2 separate regions of the Sus scrofa genome follow, and region 2 is linked to region 1. A link is a contact called in public HiChIP or PLAC-seq data. All regions are on one chromosome and are shown on one strand. Each heading gives the region's core, a stretch centred on a gene start, on an enhancer-like site or on the middle of the called end of the contact. The rest is flanking DNA. Distances are from core to core; before and after follow the strand shown. Region 1 holds the start of RTN4 (reticulon 4). Region 2 holds the start of PSME4 (proteasome activator complex subunit 4).

What was found. HiChIP or PLAC-seq counts read pairs in DNA pulled down with a chosen protein or histone mark.
Region 2: an H3K27ac HiChIP or PLAC-seq map of alveolar macrophages shows a contact between it and region 1. The contact joins the promoter of PSME4 here to the promoter of RTN4 in region 1. A contact is called at or near these places in 1 of 5 promoter capture datasets (fetal skeletal muscle) and 2 of 2 datasets of contacts at active chromatin or transcription factors (alveolar macrophages and skeletal muscle).

The regions. Positions count from the first base shown.
Region 1 is chr3:86,213,912-86,218,701 of Sscrofa11.1, forward strand. RTN4 (reticulon 4) reads left to right here and starts at 1,924. Exons shown (of 7, transcript NM_001129963.1): 1 at 1,924-2,127. The coding sequence starts at 2,094.
Region 2 is chr3:87,227,897-87,233,120 of Sscrofa11.1, forward strand. It overlaps PSME4 (proteasome activator complex subunit 4), which reads left to right and starts at 3,614. Exons shown (of 47, transcript XM_003125150.6): 1 at 3,614-4,111. The coding sequence starts at 3,870. ACYP2 (acylphosphatase-2) reads right to left here and starts at 3,480. Exons shown (of 5, transcript XM_021088229.1): 1 at 3,289-3,480.

The sequences.
Region 1 (4,790 bases), core at 674-3,173:
CTCCTAGTACAATAAGCCTAGCCCGATGACTTTACCTTTTTAGCACATTTGTCTCATCAAGATTTTCAAATTTAACCACATTTCTCTTAGATTACCAAGCTTAAAACAACTTTAGTTTTAAAACTTTCTAGGAAAGAAATGGGCAAAATGTCAATTGATTTATCTTAGCTAATTTTCCCTGTAACTTAATATAATAGCCTGAATTCCCAAGATGATAAAAATTAAAAAAATTAGATATTGCTATATATAAGATTAAATTTCAGGGCTCCTAGTTTGACTTTTTAATCTGCCAGGGGAGCTATTAAGTATATTTAGTGTTTAGGTAAATGAATTTACACATTCTTATTCGCTCAGATGATTTTTAAAAATTATTGAACCTAGTCCAGTACCAGAAAATGTGAATAACATGAATGGTAATACCTTTGCTTCAAGAAATCTCCTCCCACCCCCCTTTTATTAGTGTAGTAATCTCTGATTTGAAAACAGTGTTTGGGTGCTGTTTTTGAGTGTGTTATTCTAATGCTAAAGTATTTATTGGCCTTCAGCCTTAAGGGATTCATTATTAGGAAATACTGTTTTGGAAATATTATGTATTTACTGCCTAGTTTGGGATTTCTAACTGTTGCATGGAGAGGCCAGACATTCTCAGCCATGATATGAGTTGGTGACAGTGTTCTCAAATACCACATTTTGCAGGGGTTCAGTGAATAAAGTTAAATATTAACTTTTGAACTGAGAATACTAGACGCTCTTTAAAAATTGCTCCGCTTTATTTATGTTTGCATTTAGGCATAGAGGCAAAGAACTGAGTCCCTTGATATTCAGGCTGCTTCTGATATGAAGGATTTTGCAGAGTTTTGCAGCCTACACAGTTTTATGGGAAGTTCCAAAAAATACTATACCTATTTCAAGTGTACCTGTATAGTCTTACGAAGTATGTACTTTCGTCCTTAGGCTGCATATCTTATGATACTTCAATATATCGCACATTTGAAGATATTTTCGCTGATTTGTCATTATATGTTTCTGCTTAATGATTAATGATTAAACCAGTAAACCATCAGTTAAACCAGTTGTGAAACATTAGTAAAGACTTAATATTTTGCACTGGAATGAATGCCAGTTTCATAAATTTGAACAAAAATTTCAGGAATTCTTTATGGATTTGTCTTTGTATTTATCAGTAAAATTTTAGCTTGTTATTATATCCTTTTCCCAAAGCAAATGATATAATTAGCACATGAATATTTCTCCTCAAGCCAAGTCTATTAATAGTACCTGCAGTGGTGTCTAATAGATATTTATTGAAAGATTGAGTTGGAGCAGGTGATAAGAATAAGTATATATTTGCAAGTCTCTGGATTTCCATAGTTGTAACAGAAGAAAAAAATAATATTACGTTAGAAATATGTATTCAACTGCTAAAATTGAATATAATTTTTTTCTATTGAAATTTAACATATATTCAATAAATATTAATAATTTGACTTCATGATTCTCCTGTCATGCCCTTCCTTATAAGGGTGCAAAATGCTGATTATTTAGAAGCAAGTAAGAGACTCAGCATTTACCAGACTTGAAATTTAAGTTATTACCCTTCTTTGGATCAGTCCATTTTTATCTTATCAGGTAACTATTGATTTTAAAGTTTTAAATGAAGCTGAAAACCATCAGTAAATTCCCCTGTCAAAAAAAAAAAACAAAAAAAAAACTGCACATGGCTTGAAGTGTATTTCAAGTATATACAATGCTTAACTCTGCCAGAACAACCCCCTTTTCTTTCTTTTGGTAGCTTGCCCCTCCCCCTGCAAAAGTAGCTTTGTTTGGTCTGAGCAACAAGCAAAAGACTAGAACAATAAACAGATAGAAGGCGGTAGTGCCTGAGTATTAGTAGCCTAGTTACAGATTGCACTGCGTCAGACTGCTCCACACCCAGAAGGCGTCAGGTGACTGCAGTTGTGCAGCAGAGGAGACTGCAGACTTCGGTTGAGGAAACATATTTCATGTCTCAGGGGGTAGATTTTTGCAGTTACAGCTTTTCTGTTGGTATGCATAATTGATAATTGCATCTGGAGGGCAGATCGTGACAAGAGATGGACGGTCAGAAGAAAAATTGGAAGGACAAGGGTATATCTGCTTTTTAACCTTTATTCAGTTTTTTTTATGTAACCAACAAAATATTTCTATGAATAAGCTTTGCCATTTAGATATATTTTGGATTGCAAATGAAGCCTGTGGAAGGTTTAAGAGTAAAGAGTTAAAAGAGCTATTTCAAATGTTTTTGCATTTGGTTATGTATGAGAAAATGTCATGCTGTTCTGTTTCACTGGCATTTGATTTAGTCTCTGCATTCCGATCTTTGATTAGGTTCTATTCTTTAATATTGCACATTGTAAACTGTTTAGTTTTAACATATTTCATTTGTTGGTCACTTTGGTGTGATGAATCTACATTTCCATCTTTGTATTTCATAATGACATATTTTCTGTGACTATTTTTTTAAAAAGCTGACTCTCGGAATGGTTGAAATTCTATCCAAAGGTCTGTAGGTAGCAAGATCTTGCATTTACAATAAGCTCGTTTTCTTCTTTGGAAATCTTATTATTAAATCTTTGAAGTTACTACCAGTGGCCTTTTAATTAGATTATAATTTTGTATATCTTAAAATGGTTAAAATGTATACATGGTAGTTTTAAATGTGTGTCTATATTTAAGTCACTAACCCTTGTCCTTGTAATAACCAATCAGTGATCTTGATCCCTTTTCCTCCCCCTTGAAAGCCCAGATCCTTTCAAGTCTCAGTGGATCGGGATTGTGTAAGAATTTAAGCGCATAAGTGTAATGAATATTTAAAAAATATTTTATTATGTCAGTGGTTAAATGTGCCATTTTAAGAAAAAGGGAAGGTAGTAGACTGTATACCTGGCGTTACAATAAATTGTCTTAAAAATTATTAGAGCTATTTTTAAGTAGTCCAACTAGACATTCCACACAAGCAGTTTTTTTTTTTTTGGCCATGTTCAAGTTTTATAATTTAAAACATTATTTATTTCTATAGCAGAATTTTAGCAGGGTTGGTGATAATGTTTCTAAAAGCAATCTGTGGAGCTAATTACAGTAACCTTTACAGTATTCTTTTAAAAATTTGTTCAATAAAGTATTGTGGGGAAAACATGAGCTTAATCTTGTTCATATTGAGACATTGGAAAGCTTTTATAGTTACAATTTAAAGAACAGAAAATAATACGTCTTTGGATTTTTATCTCTATGGTTTTTTATGTGTGAATTTAATGAAGAGAAGGATTTTTATTTCTTCATCTTTCTGACCATTAGCATTACAAAGTGAAAGGTGAATTGCTACACTAGTTTTTGATTAGTAAAAATGATAGTAGTGCTAACAATACAGGGAATATAGGCTTTAAAAAATAGGCGAAAAGTCACATCTGGGCCTATTCTGCAACTTTTTAGGCTCTGTATTTGTAATTTGAACCTTAGTCCATTTAATAACATCTTAAATTCTTTATGTACTCAACTAATTTAAGGATATTTTGAGACTGGAGAAATTAAGATCCAGTATAGTGCATATTATACCAAAGATTTATTTTGATTATTTTTAGATACTAAATATAAAATCAAATTTACTCTTAAATATCTCTGGGGAGGCTCACTTTGTAAGTGAAGTGGCTTGATTTTTTTTTTTTTTTTTTTAATGCTTGTCTTTGGCTTTTTTTGCTTGGAAAGACTCTTTCTGATTCATTGGTTAAGGTTTATTTTAGTATTCTCTTTATCAGCAGCTAATTTTAATGTTGTAGATTATAGATTACAGCATAAATGGAAATCAGTGAGAAGCTGAAGCTGCCATGGAATGAGTTTTTTCTCGTTTTATGAAAAGTGTAACAATAGAGGAAAGTATCTAATCTAAGCTCTCTAGGTATATTAAAAAACAAAACAAAAAAACTTAAGGCCATTTTTTTTTTCCCTGCTGCTTTCTTTACCACCCCTCTACCCTCTAAGTGCCATGGTAGAAACACATTCAGTCATCTGATGATGGTAGCATATGAAGGTATAAAAGAAGTGAGAGATACTCTGATTTCAGTGTTTTTTAAACATTGGGTTGTTTTTGGCCGAATGGCTAGTATTTAAAGCATTTATCTTTCAGGCTAAGACCAACATTAATAATTGATATTCTTTTACATATTTTTCTTCTTGAATTTCCTGTTGTTGTTAGCAGGATATTAAAAACAAATTAAATCTATGTCATACTTGATTTTTTGGGTTATATGGGAAGCATTGATTAAGACAGGTCAAAAGATTTTTGAAGCACTTAAAATAGAAAGGAATGATAGGTTTAGGCATTTGGGTCGGGGGAGAATGATGTAACCACTAAACAAGGTATTTTTGAGACAGTGAATACAGCTTTTTGGGTAGAAAAGAATCTTTATAGGATAGTAGTTGAAAGATAAGTTGATATGATCTAAGAGTATAGAAGATTTGCAAGATCTAGGTTAGGTTTCATCAAACTTCTTTGAAGATGAGACTCACCTAGTGCTTTTTAAAAATATGGATTGCTGTGATCCTCTTCAGATCTACCAAATCAGAATTTACAGGGGAAGAATGTGGCACTGTATTCAGCACCCTGTTGTAATTCATGTTATAATCAGGCAAATTTAAGTGTTTAAGTTTCTTTTTTCTAGTTTAATTTGATTTTGGTCTGAGTAAGAGACTTACCCTTTTTGGTCTTCAGTTTCCTCTTTTGCGTGATTTCTGAAGCTCCCGTTTTGATGTTTTCT
Region 2 (5,224 bases), core at 2,364-4,863, 1.0 Mb after region 1:
CCCACTCCCTCCCCCTCCCATCAGGCAACCACAAGTCTCTTCTCCTGACACCTATGGTCAATTAATCTTTGACAAGGGAGGCAAGAACATCAAATGGGAAAAGGAAAGTCTATTCAGCAAGCATTGCTGGAAAACCTGGACAGCTGTATGCAAAGCAATGAAACTAGAACACACCCTCACACCATGCACAAAAATAAACTCCAAATGGCTGAAAGACTTAAATATACGACAGGACACCATCAAACTCCTAGAAGAAAACATAGGCAAAACACTCTCTGACATCAACATCATGAATATTTTCTCAGGTCAGTCTCCCAAAGCAATAGAAATTAGAGCAAAAATAAACCCATGGGACCTCATCAAACTGAAAAGCTTTTGCACAGCAAAGGAAACCCAAAAGAAAACAGACTTCAACCAATTTAGATGTTAACCATTCTCTTTCAAATATTCTCGACCCCATGATCTCTACTTATTCAATAAGATAATGCAGATAAAGCACAGGCTGAGAGAAGTGCTCAAATAAATGGTAGCTAAAACCACTACCATCACTACCACTAACATACATAACATTCTCTTGCTTCTTTGTCTATCCTATCATACTGGTCTGTACATCATACAATCCTGGACTGCTAACATTACTGGAGAAAATCACTAAATTGTGCAGAGAGATGATGGTAAACTCATGCTTTCATCCTTAACTACCAAACAACTGTTTCTCTAAGTTTTTTGAATTTTGAGACTACTCTAAACCTTCTCCAATCTCCTTCAAATCTCCTATCCACCACCTCCTCTCATCATTCTCCATATCTTGCTTCACAGAAAAGAAAAAAAAAAAAAAAATGGAACCATCAGAAGGAAATCCAACTTCCAGCCACCAAATCTGTAAACCTTTCTGCTTCTGGACCTGTCCTCCCCTGCTTTCCTCTGACAACAGATGGAGAGTATGGTTTACTGCTAAGGGCCAATGACTCCACACTCTCCCACTCTCTGTCATTTTCGCCCACATACCTTCAACCTCTCTCCATTGGCACCTTCTCATCAGTATTTAAATATATCCCACCTTTAAAAATTCCTCTTTTCATTCCAGCTACCTTCCTAGCTTTCTCTGGTTCTCCCCAAACTAATAAAAAAAAAAGTGCTATCCACATTTGCTGTCTCTGTTTATTTACTTCCCATGCATTCTTTGTCATTGTAATCTGGTTTCCATGCCTACATTACATTGAAATTATTCTTATCTGCTTCATTGATAAGTGTAATAAACCCTTATCCTGTCTCATTTCTTTTGACCTCTCAGTCACCTTTGGTATAGTTAATCACTTCCTCCATCTGAAGCATGCTGATTTTTAAAAACCCCACTTTCCTAGAATGCCTACCTTTCACACTGCTTCTTGTGAATATTCTTTGTAAGCTCTTTCCTCTTTCTCTGTCCAGTCCTAGCATTTGGTCAAGGGCTCTATTCTTTTCATACTGTTAAATTAATTAAGTAAGGAACCCATCAGACTAATAAGGCTCTAATGCCTCTGTGGCCTACTTAAGCAAACCAAAATCTGTGTGTAAATGCCTCAAGATTATGAAACTAAACACTAAGGAGAACCAGTCAGAAAGAGCTTCTTTGCTTCTGCACCTTCTCTACATAAGTCTTTCCCCTGGTTCCTGTCAGCACTTCGAACCAACAACTTTTGGTTTCCCACTGCCCAATTCCAATTTTTGTTCTAATAAACTCTTAAATTTTTTAATATGCTTCTGTTTACTTATTTATTGTCTTTTTAGGGCCATACCTGCAGCATATGGAAGTTCCCAGGCTAGGGGTCGAATCAGAGCTGCAGCTGCCAGCCTACCACCACAGCTGCAGCAACGCAGGATCCAGAGCCTTGACTGTGACTTAAACTACAGCTCACAGCAACACCGGATCTTTAACCCACTGACTGGGGTCAGGGATTGAAACTGAGTCCTCATGGATACTAGTCAGATTCATTATCAATGAGCCATAATGGGCACTCCCGCCTGTTTATCTTTTAGCAATACTCTATATCTCATTCCCTCCATTCTACCTATATGCTAATCCATATCCCATTTCAGATGACCCTCCTGATCCATACACCAAAATATTTTTCCATCCTTCAGGCATTCTGCTTCCATAGCTGTTTCTGCTGTGTTCTCTTAATTCAAGGGCTTCACCATATACTGTTTCCTAAGCCAGAAATCTGACATTGTCTTGACTCATTCCCTCTGTTTTACTCTTCATGTCCAGTCAACTACCAAGCGCAGGCATTTCAACGGACATGAGCGCCACCATTAAGTCACATCTCCTTAAAGGGTCCACCAGCTTCCAATTTTATCTGTTCTAATCCATTCTCCACACAAACCCAGAGTGATTCTTCAAAAACATAAATTATATAATGCCTCTTCTATGCTTATCAATTTTCAGCTTCTTGTTGCCTTTAAGATAAAGCTCTAGGAGTTCCTGTCATGGCCTAGCAGAAACAAATCTGACTAGTACCCATGAGGACGCAGGTTCTATCCCTGGTTGGGGTCGGGGATCTGGCATTGCCGTGAGCTGTGGTGTAGGTTGCAGACTTGGCTCAGATCCTGCATTGCTGTGGCTGTAGCATAGGCTGGCAGCTGCAGCTTAGATTCCACCCCTAGCCTGGGAACTTCCATATGGCACCGCAGCTGCTCTAAATAAGACCAAAAAAATAAATAAATAAATAAAAATTTTTAAAAAAGGATAAAGCTCTAAAAACTCCCTAGCATGTCCTTCTCAGTCTCAGTAATTTACTCCCCTCTCTACTAACCGCCTGCAGTCATTCTGAACTTTGAATTCCTGGAATGCAGGCTTGCAGCCTATGCTGCTCCCTCAGCTGAAATATATGTATGTTCCTCTCTCTTCTTTTTCTAATCGGTTCGGCACTTAACCCTTAAGCTCAACGCTACATGTAATTTCTAGGAAACCATCTTAAGTTTCCCAGAAATACAGTGTGAAGTCATCTTTAGGTGTTCCCAAGACATTCTGTACTTATCTAGCAGTATTGTCTTGTAATTGCATATTCTCTAATCAAGAGATCCACGCGATGTAAAGCCCCTGGAGCGCAGAAACCAGGTGCTCTAAAACTTTCCAACTCTAGGGCCTAAAATAAGTGTCTGACACACAGTAGTAGTTCAATTAATATTTGCTGAATGTTGAACTCTTTTCTTTGGAATGAGGGCGGCCAAAAGAATGCCAGAAAGACAAGGGCTTAAAGGGGTCACTAAAAAATCGATAAGCAGCAAGTGGGACGGATAGAGTACCTAGGTTTTTCCATAAACTCGGCATGGGGCACTACGTCGACTGTCTCATCGGAGGCCACGGCGACTAGCGGTTCCTGAGGGCAGCCGCAAGCAGTGCGAGACCCTAGGCGAGGAAGGACAATAACTTGGAATTCGGACTCGATTTCCGGCGGGACAGCCTCGCGCTGGGCCGCTGAGGCCCAGGGGTGGGGGCTCGGAGCCCGGCCCACAGGGAGGAAGGCGCTGCCCGCTGGGCTGCCTCTGCGGCCGCCTCCTCCTCCGACGCCGTCGCCCCTCCCCACCCCGCCCCGCCCCGGAAGTGACTTGAGGCCGGTCCGGAACCTCCGGGCCCGGCGGCTGCAGCGTCACCAGCCGAGCCGGTGCGGAGCGGGCTGAGCGGCCGCTGCCGCCGCCAACGAACCGGGCACCGCGCGGGGGTCAGCAGCGCGCCGGCCAGGGGAGGGGGCCCAGCAATAGGGCAGAGGGTTACGGGCCGCCGGCGGCCGCAGGGCGACGACGACGCGGAGGAGGCGGAGCCCGGAGAGGGGTGGGGGCCGGGGAGGGTTAGGGTGGGAGGGGGTTGGGGGGTTGTCCCTGGGCTCATGGAGCCGGCCGAACGGGCAGGCGGCGGGGATCCCTCGGAACCGGGCGGGCGTCCAAGTCCGAACCCGCGGGGCTTCGTCCCGCAAAAGGAGATCGTCTACAACAAGCTGCTGCCCTACGCCGAGCAGCTGGACGCCGAATCCGACTTGCAGCTGGCCCAGATCAAAAGCAACCTGGGCCGGGCGGTGCAGCTCCAAGAGCTGTGGCCCGGGGGCCTCTTCTGGACTAGGAAACTCTCCACGTAAGTGTTCCAGGGCCTGCGGAACGGACTAGAGGCGAAGGCTTGGTTTGAGGGCGTCCGCGGGAGGCGGGGGGACGGCTCTTTGTGGGCACCGGACCCCTGCACTCTCATCTCTGTCCGGTTAGGGCGGATCGTCTCTGTGCTGTAGTCCCAGGGCCGCGACCGAAGCCTGGGTAGCACTCAAGGTTCCCTAACACTTTCCTGTGGGATCTCCCTGGTCCTCACCAGCCCATTACGTCCTCCGCAGCTGCTTTTCCCCAAGATTTCGTGTTGTTGTCTTCCAACATTCGGGGCCTCAGGGAGCGAGAGGGCTTTGGGCTCCCAGGGGAAAGAGGTGAGCGGTCCCCCAAGGGTCCTTCTTGGACCTTTGCCCACTTCGGGGCGAGTGGAGAAGATTGGTCTTTGGGTGAGCAATTCGACTTTTTCTGGTGTTGCCTTCGATTCTTTCTTCCCCCATGGTCCCTGCCTCTTCCTGTCCTTTATTTCGTGTCTACTAACTTTCTGAATGAGAAAAAGGCCGTAGGGAACTTACGGTTCTGCTTTATTGGGCCTTCTCAGCCTTCGTGGATTTCATTGAAAGGATTGGTTTAAATCAGCCGTCAGCGCATTCTTGAGCTGTGTACTATACGTTAATGTTGAGAATGTTGAGTCTTAGAACCTCGGGAAAGAGTATGTTGCTCCTGTTGTGACATTTCCTTTGGAAATGAGCGGTACTAAGGAAAATAGAGAAGAGAGCTGTCAGGCTGTCCCGGGCGTTATTGGTATCGGGCTTATGTTAATTTTTGAGTTGCTTATAGATTACCTAAATCCGTTTCAGTTCTGTTCTTCTTTTGATACTTTTTGTTGTTGCATAAACTGGCTGCAAACTATATTGCCACTGAAATTTAGAGGAAACCGAGTAAAATACAGTTGGAGGAAGGTTAGAGGCTTAATTTGCTAGATGTGTCTTCACTGTGTCAGAAGAACTTTTTTTTTTTCCAGAAGAACTTTTTTTAAAAAAAATTGTTGCTATATCTTGTTTCATTAACTATACATAAAGTCTGTAGCATTGTATGTTCGTGCTTATGGCTGAGTGGGTGAACACACAAGGCATAAGTCACTTAACCAGTGTTT